2 separate regions of the Mus musculus genome follow, and region 2 is linked to region 1. A link is a contact called in public promoter capture Hi-C data. All regions are on one chromosome and are shown on one strand. Each heading gives the region's core, a stretch centred on a gene start, on an enhancer-like site or on the middle of the called end of the contact. The rest is flanking DNA. Distances are from core to core; before and after follow the strand shown. Region 1 holds the start of Lix1 (limb and CNS expressed 1). Region 2 overlaps Lnpep (leucyl/cystinyl aminopeptidase).

The links. Promoter capture Hi-C pulls out the DNA fragments that hold promoters and counts their contacts.
Region 2: a promoter capture Hi-C map of second pharyngeal arch cranial neural crest shows a contact between it and region 1. The contact joins the enhancer-like site here to the promoter of Lix1 in region 1. A contact is called at or near these places in 25 of 39 promoter capture datasets (the 3T3-L1 cell line, 3T3-L1-derived adipocytes, the C10 cell line and 14 more), 1 of 15 datasets of contacts at CTCF or cohesin (CD8 T cells), 23 of 484 Hi-C or Micro-C datasets (the C2C12 cell line, CD8 T cells, the G1E-ER4 cell line and 13 more), 17 of 115 datasets of contacts at active chromatin or transcription factors (acute myeloid leukemia, astrocytes, a beta-TC-6 cell line and 7 more) and 4 of 9 other capture datasets (adipose tissue, liver, macrophages and 1 more).

What each region holds. Positions count from the first base shown.
Region 1 is chr17:17,401,189-17,404,767 of GRCm38.p6, forward strand. Lix1 (limb and CNS expressed 1) reads left to right here and starts at 1,498. Exons shown (of 6, transcript NM_025681.2): 1 at 1,498-1,838. The coding sequence starts at 1,757.
Region 2 is chr17:17,547,803-17,551,613 of GRCm38.p6, forward strand. The region is part of intron 11 of Lnpep (leucyl/cystinyl aminopeptidase); the gene reads right to left. Among named protein-coding and RNA genes, the nearest start is that of Gm41537, 58 kb to the left of the region's middle. Within about 2 kb of position 1,364, at least 3 of the 459 cell types and tissues checked have an H3K27ac peak or open chromatin away from gene starts, as enhancers often do. A contact at or near this core is called in second pharyngeal arch cranial neural crest, where this site is marked.

The sequences.
Region 1 (3,579 bases), core at 248-2,747:
TCTTCACATGAGGTTCAAGCATATATATGAACTATAAATAGATCTATGTATCATTTCATTTTGTCTATGTGACAATCCTGAATTTCTTCTCTGGGTGGCCTAAATTTCCTGTGGGTATTTGTCAAGGAATAATCATTATAATAGCATTTATTATCACTGCTACTTTTTCCTTCTCTGTTTTTTATTAAGCCCACCCTTCTACAACTAGCTGAAGAAATTGATCACATGAAAGACATTCTATTTATATAGTCTTTAAAGAATTAGTTTCACAATAATGGAATGTGAAGATTGGAAGGAACATGAGACAACAATCTGTGAGTTCTGTGTAAAAAAAAAAAAAAAACTTCAAATGAAGCAGCAAAGTCCTTCACAGCGCCTCAACAACAAGAGCATACAGCTAGTAAAGTTGGTTCGTTTGTTTCTGATATTACATATTCCTGAAGTGTGATATGTGATCACATGACATGTTTGTCTCTTGTCAAAGTGTTATTTTACACATGTGTACGGATCTGTAGAGATAGGAAAGAGTCTCATTTGCTGAGTTCTTTTAATAACTTTCTATTAAACTTTTCTTTTAAAGGTATTGCTTTTTGCTCTTAGTCGATAGAAATTCTTGTCACTGTTGTTGCTGCTGTTGTTTTTGGTGTTGCTGGTGGTGGTGGTGGGCTGGTGGTGTGGTGGTGGTAGTTGTAGTGTCTGTAGTCTATGCAGGTGTGTATGTAAGAGCATTCCAGAGAATGATAGTAGATAGCTTCTATCACTCTCCACCTTAGTTTTTGAAACAGCATCTTTCAGAGAATATGAAGCTACCCATTTTTGCCAAATTGACTGGTAGACATGTCCTGGGAGCCACCTGTCTCAGCTTCCGGACCCTAATGTTACCTGTACATGCAGCCATGTATATGCAACCATGTCCTGCTTTCACTTACATGCCAGGAATTTGAACTAAGTTCTCTTGCTTTCACAAGAGTCCTGACACCCTGAGCCATTTCTCCAGATCTCACCATTAAATTTTTAACAGAATAAATTATGAGAGAATGATATCAGGATTAATTAAAGTCAATCTTGGGAACGATTTGTCTTGGAGGGTAACAGAAAAAGAAATATGGTCAGGCAAAGTATAAAAGAGTTCACTAGGGATTGCTTGCTACTGCTCACCAGAAGTGACTGTCATTGCAGGGAGGATTCTGATTTCAGAAATAATGCATTATCTCACTCTAATCGTAATCTTTATAGTTCCTCTTTCCCAAAGGGGAATTTAGATTGTTGGTTGTAGTGGTTATTCAATGATGGCAGTCCCAAGCCTTCCCCTTGTAATTTAGGAACCTGCAGGACGATGCCTTCTTGAGTACCTATTCCGGGGGCAGCACATTTAAAGAAGGAAGGCTGAAAGAAATGCCCAAATGGGAAGGCAGCACAGCATCCAGGCAAAATCTGGTTGGAGAAGAAATCTGTTCTCATGATGACTGAGCTTCCCCAGCCTGCCTGTAGGTGGGTGTGTTTAACAGAACGAAGCCATGGGAACCAGCCTGTCAGCCAGCCTTTCAGGCTAATTAGCTCAGCATACAACAAAGATAAGTGAGCCTGAGAGGAGGGCCCTGAGGGTCTTTAGATTCTGGGAAATGTCTGATTGGCAGATGTTAAAAGGGATTCTTTAGTAATCCACTGCATCAATGAGCTGCACAAATTCAGTCCAGAGCTGCAAGAATTCAGGCATGAGGAGACTGTGCAGGAGGCTTGCACAGGCAGACTCGAGATGGACAGAACCTTGGAATCTCTGAGGCACATCATTGCCCAAGCCTTGCCTCACAGAGACCCGGCTTTGGTCTTCAAAGACTGTAAGTACTGAAGGAAAAAAAAAAAAAAAAACCTTTTTTCCCCCCCTGACTTTTTAGAAAATAGTCCTAAGTGTCTAGTCACATCTTGTTTAACTACGATTTCTGCTAGATCTTTGTAGTCGTGTTCTGTGGGCTAAGCAATATTTAAATTGTTCCCGACTTCAGCCAGGAGAAGGCTTTCCTTTTACCTACGCCCACAAGACTCTGGGCTGTTTTGCCAAGACAGTACTGTGTAGATGACTTTTTCTAAAGTCTAAAACCTGCCAAGTCTTAATGATCTTTTCCAGATGCTTTTTAAATAAAACAAAGCTGAGTGGAACTCAATGAAAACTAAAAATAACTTGGAAATGATAATTAAAAAATGCACTGCTCGTTGTTCATCTATTTAATCTTTCACACCATAACTAGACACATTAAATCAGGTATTGTTTTATCTAAAAGTATTGTAGCAAACAAAATTTAATTTTAACCACTGAGCTCCTAAATTTTAATAGCAAATTATAATGCCAATAAAATGTGATGCCTTCTAACTTCAGCCTCATTCCCGACATCCCCACCCCCACCCCCACATGGCATGGCAAAGTTATTTTTAAATCTTTTTCTAAAATGATTATGAAAAATAATTCAGCCAATCTTTACAATTCCAGCAATACTATTAAACCATTTGTCATATAAGTTCGCTTCTGGAACCAATTTGATTTCTCGCTGCTGCAAAACAGACTATCTTCATAGTGTATCTTATCTACAGTGGGTGTCAGATTACAAAGGGCTTCTGGAATAGAATTGCTCTTTGGATCTGCCCAAAAGGTGAAAATGCATATGGAATGTTTTTAGCCTGCAATACGTTACAGCTTCCTTTCTTGTGACTCTAGTGATGTGTGTCTCCATCAAAGTATCAGTGGTTTGGATTCTGCTTTCTGATTAGTGAATAATGCCCCTTTCCAGATGTCCCTGAAGCTTGTATTTCTCATATGTGTGATGAAAAAAAAGCAGAGAGAGAAAGAGAGAGAGAGAGACAGAGAGAGAAAGAAATGTCTGGCCTCTTTATTCTATAAAACTTCCCTCTTAGAAATTAAATTGTAACCAATCTGTCCTCTAAGGCATAAAATGAAAGCTACTTTCTTTCTCAGTTTAAAAAAAAAAATGTTGCCTTCAAGCATTTGTCAATAGCTATGTTAGAAATAATAAAAGTCACTCCATCTTCAAGCTTAGCCTGGCGTCTATTCTGGCTTGCTATGTTTCTCCCAGTGAAAGAGAAGGAAAGAATGTCTTTCTCCTTCAATGCATTCAAATCTTAGTGAAGGGTGAAAGGCTTTGGCATGTCCAAAGCTTTGGATAAATTGTAAGAACTTAGACCTAGAATTTGGAGAGCAGAAGAAATAAAAGGAAATGGAAAGAAAAGTTCAAATATGACGTTGTATGGTCCAGTTCTTAAGCTGAACTAATTTCTTCCAATTGCATACAGTTTAGAAGAGAAACTATGAGTTGTTAAAGGGACAATGTCTGTCACCAAAATTTTTGCAAGAACGCTATTTATTTTTTGCTGTTGTTTTCTTCTGAGACCCTTGTAAGCCACACAGAATGTTTTTTTTCCCATATGGAAAAACTGTGTCACATTTCATATATTTCGTTCATTAACAACAAAAATCCCAACATTAGTATGTGTCATTGTGGACTTACTCTGGAATGAACCACTTGCTCTGCCGCTGCTCTGTCCAGTGAGTGTGAATACGAGAATGTT
Region 2 (3,811 bases), core at 114-2,613, 150 kb after region 1:
GCATATTTCCTACAGTTATCTTCCATGTGTTGATGTTCATCCTGCATTTTCACCTTTAACCTTCCCACCCCTTCATTTCCATTGTCCTCAGAAGCAATGCCCAAATAGCCAACTTTTCATTTCAGGACTTGCCCCACTTTAGTCCTTTTCCTGTTTTGAAACATTTAAATTTTTTCCTTATCATAATACTTATATAGTGAATTATTTTCATACAAATTGCTTTAGAAACACATTTTAACATGAAAGATAGGTTAGTGCTTGAAGTTTTACTTACAGTTTATCAAGTTCAAAAGCATAAATTATTAGACTTTATCTGATGACTCCTTTTATTACTAATTTTGCTGATATTGTAGATGTTCTGAAGATGGAAATAATTCTAATTATGTCCTAATAGAACTACCAGTCCTTTTAATTAAAAGATTCAATATTTATTTCTTTTTTATTCTTGACATAGTAATAGATGGAAAGTATCAATTAGGTGAAATAAATTCACATTACTCTTTTTTTCAGGGTAATATGTAGTTCTGGGAATTATTAGTGAAGGAAAAAGTCATGGTTGCAGGTTAGGCCACTGCAAATAGGCTTCTAACTGATGAGAATAATTATATCATTAGCTAATCCAAAAAGGAGCAATATTTGGGTTAGCAAGTATAATCTTGTATGGTGCTTTTAAAGATAAAGCCCAGGAAAGAGGTATTACACAGCCCCATCTCCACTGACCTCAAAAGGAATGCTAAGCATGGCCTCCATTTCAGTGGATGGGGTCATGAATGGTGGAATAATGAATATTTTCACTGATGAGCAAGGACTATTCTGCAAACCTGACCAACTCCAGATAAGAGAGAGAAGAAATACAGCAGAGAGTATATTTCAAATTGTGACTGTTATCAAGTTGCCAGAATATTAGCAACATAGCCAACAGCAGGAGATAGTAAGTTTATCATATATAGTATGAACTAGGACATCAAAACCATAGGTATGAACAAATAATTGCTTTATATATAAGGATGAAACTGGTTGCTAGCTCAAATGTATATGAGACTACTTTTATAAGTTTTAAATTTATTATAATCATAACACATTAACAGTTTGGTTTTCATAGTTTATTGTAAAGTAAAATAATAAAGTTTGAGCAATTTAATTTTAAATGGCAAAACCCCATTATTTCTGACAAAGTAATCTAATTGTGATTTTAAAAACCATTTGTCTATAAGCTATGAAAATCAAATACTGTTTTATGAAGAAATATTGGAGTTCTGAAACAAAGAAATAAAAATACATGTTCTTACTATAAAATTAGGAACTATGACGTCCAGCGGATTAGAATGCTATACAGCTTAGCCCTAGCAAAAGCCCAGCCTTCTTTGTTTCACTTCCTTTCCTCTTTATCCTATTATGTAGGAACAAAGATAACAGCACATAAAAGTATGGCAGTAAACCACCTCCCTTTTTTTTCTTTCTAATTGTTTTTCCTTCCAATGATACATCTTCTAGTTTCATAGAAATATTTCTCGAATGGTGACATACTTTTCCAGAAACATACAATTTCCAGTTCGAATTAAATATCGCGTAGTTAAATATTTTGGGTTTAAAAATATATATAAAATGTAGATAACAGAAATGAAGGACAAAGTAAAAATTTTTTAGCATAACCTAAAATATGACCCTCTCTAGCTTGTTATTTTGTGTAACAATTACTCAAAAACAACGTGTATGGGAAAAGGTGACAGAGATGCTAAATGGACTTTATTGCACGTGACTGAACCAGTAAACCAAGCTCAGAGCCTTCCTGTACACCTCAGAGACCAGAGGATCTTATAGTGCCATAATTATTCTCTACTACATTCTGAGGATAGAAAAAGAAACTGCAACTAAGTTGAGAGTAATTACTATTGGGGTGTCAGGGGCCAAAAAGATTCTAGGATCCTTAGGGTCAAGCATTTCCTTATAAGAGTAGAATGTTTTCAGTGTGTACTCAAAATCTGAACTGGCAGAAATTAAAGCAGCAACAGTCACAAGGGAACTATTAGTGACAATTATGTCAAATTAGGCCAGTTCCAGCTGCAGATTCAACAATTATATTCCTTTTTGTATATTCCCTTTTACTATGAGTTTTACCAATGAAGAAAAATAAGACATTTCATTTGGCTTTAAATGTTCTTTCTTGAAAGTTTTTATAGTCAACATTATAATTGAATGATTTCATTTATTCATTCATTAATTCTTTATGCACTTACTACTAAGGTGAGTAGTATTCACCAATGTGAATTTACCAATTGCATGTGATTTATAAACCACAATATTTACCCTCAAGGGGAGATAAATATAACATGGGTAGAGACACAAGTAGACAGTATTTACAGAATATTCTGAGTAGAAAGTACATACTGTTATTTGAAACTATAAACTAGAAATCTATCTTTTCTTGGGATGCAGAGGTCTTTGAGGAATGAGCCTTGGCTTAGCTAAGGGCTGAAGAATGAAAAGGAGGAAGTCAAGGGAGTGGGAAGTCAGGGTGTTCTTCAAGGAGAAAGCATAGCACACAGACGAGTTTAGACACAAATATGGCCTGTTTGAGGTGCTGGAAAATATTCGGTGCAGCAAAAACAGGTAAGAGAGATGCAGAGGGGAGTAGGAGGCAGAGTGGGAGAGGGACACAAAGAAGAAAGGGAGGGGGAGAAGGAGGGAATAGAGGAGGGGAGGGAATAAAGGAGGGGAAGGAGCAGGAGGGGGAAAGAGGGAGGGAAGGGGAATGGATGGAGGGAGAAGCAAAGGAAGAGAGGCAAAGCAGGAGAGAGGGGATGGGGGAAGTGTGGAGACGGGGAGAAAAGCAGGAAAAGAGAATGCATAGTGGGGGAGGGAGGAAGGCAGGCAATGGTTCACACATACAGGTCTCTCTACATTCATTTGTTGAAAGCTTAGTCCCAAGCTAGAGGATCTTATTTATCCCTGACAAGGAACTGCTTATCTCACTGATAAGTTGGTAGGGAATGGGCACTTGGGAGGGAGGGTCTGGAGGAAGAGAGTTACTACTCTGGAATGTCTCCAGACAGGTATAATCTGCCAATTTTTTTTTTTCTTCTCTTCTCCCAGATGCCAGGAACCTGTCAAATTGTGAGCTAAAATAAATCTTTCTTCCCTTTAAATTATGTTTGTTATTCTGTTATAGCAACTAAGACTTGACTATGGTAAGGAATAAGTAGGAAAATGTAGCTATTTTATACAGCGTGAATCTCAAGAACAGTTTACCACATGCACATATAAACAGAGCTTTTTAAAGAGCCGACAGAAGCAGATTTCTTATTGCCTATTTCTAATACCAACAAAAAATTAAATACTATTTTGAAGTTTGCAAATTTCTTTACTGGCCCCTTTTAAATGCTGCATTGCATTTAGACTACACTGATATATGCCCAGTAGGGACAGTTACTCCTCTTCTTTGGGTCAGAGCACCATTTTAGGAACTCCTAATGTTTAGAGTTCTGTTTCAGCAGGGAAGGCAACACTTTTTCACACTTTAATCAAGGACATGGTGGGATCCTTATCTGCCCCCAGCACTATACACAGTGCGAGTGCTGTGTTGGCAGTGTGCTCTGCTGCAGTGTGTGGAGAAGCTGCAAGGAAATGGCACCCTCAATGCAGCTGGCAGCTGCCATCTTCCTACACGGAAGAGCAACTTAGTGTCAAGTACCTGATCACAAACCTAACAGTCTACAATTCTGAGAAGCATAGATTGAAAAAAAAATCATTTAATAGGAAAAGAAATCGTATCATCTAATATTTTTATTTTAATAAAGACAATTGATGAATC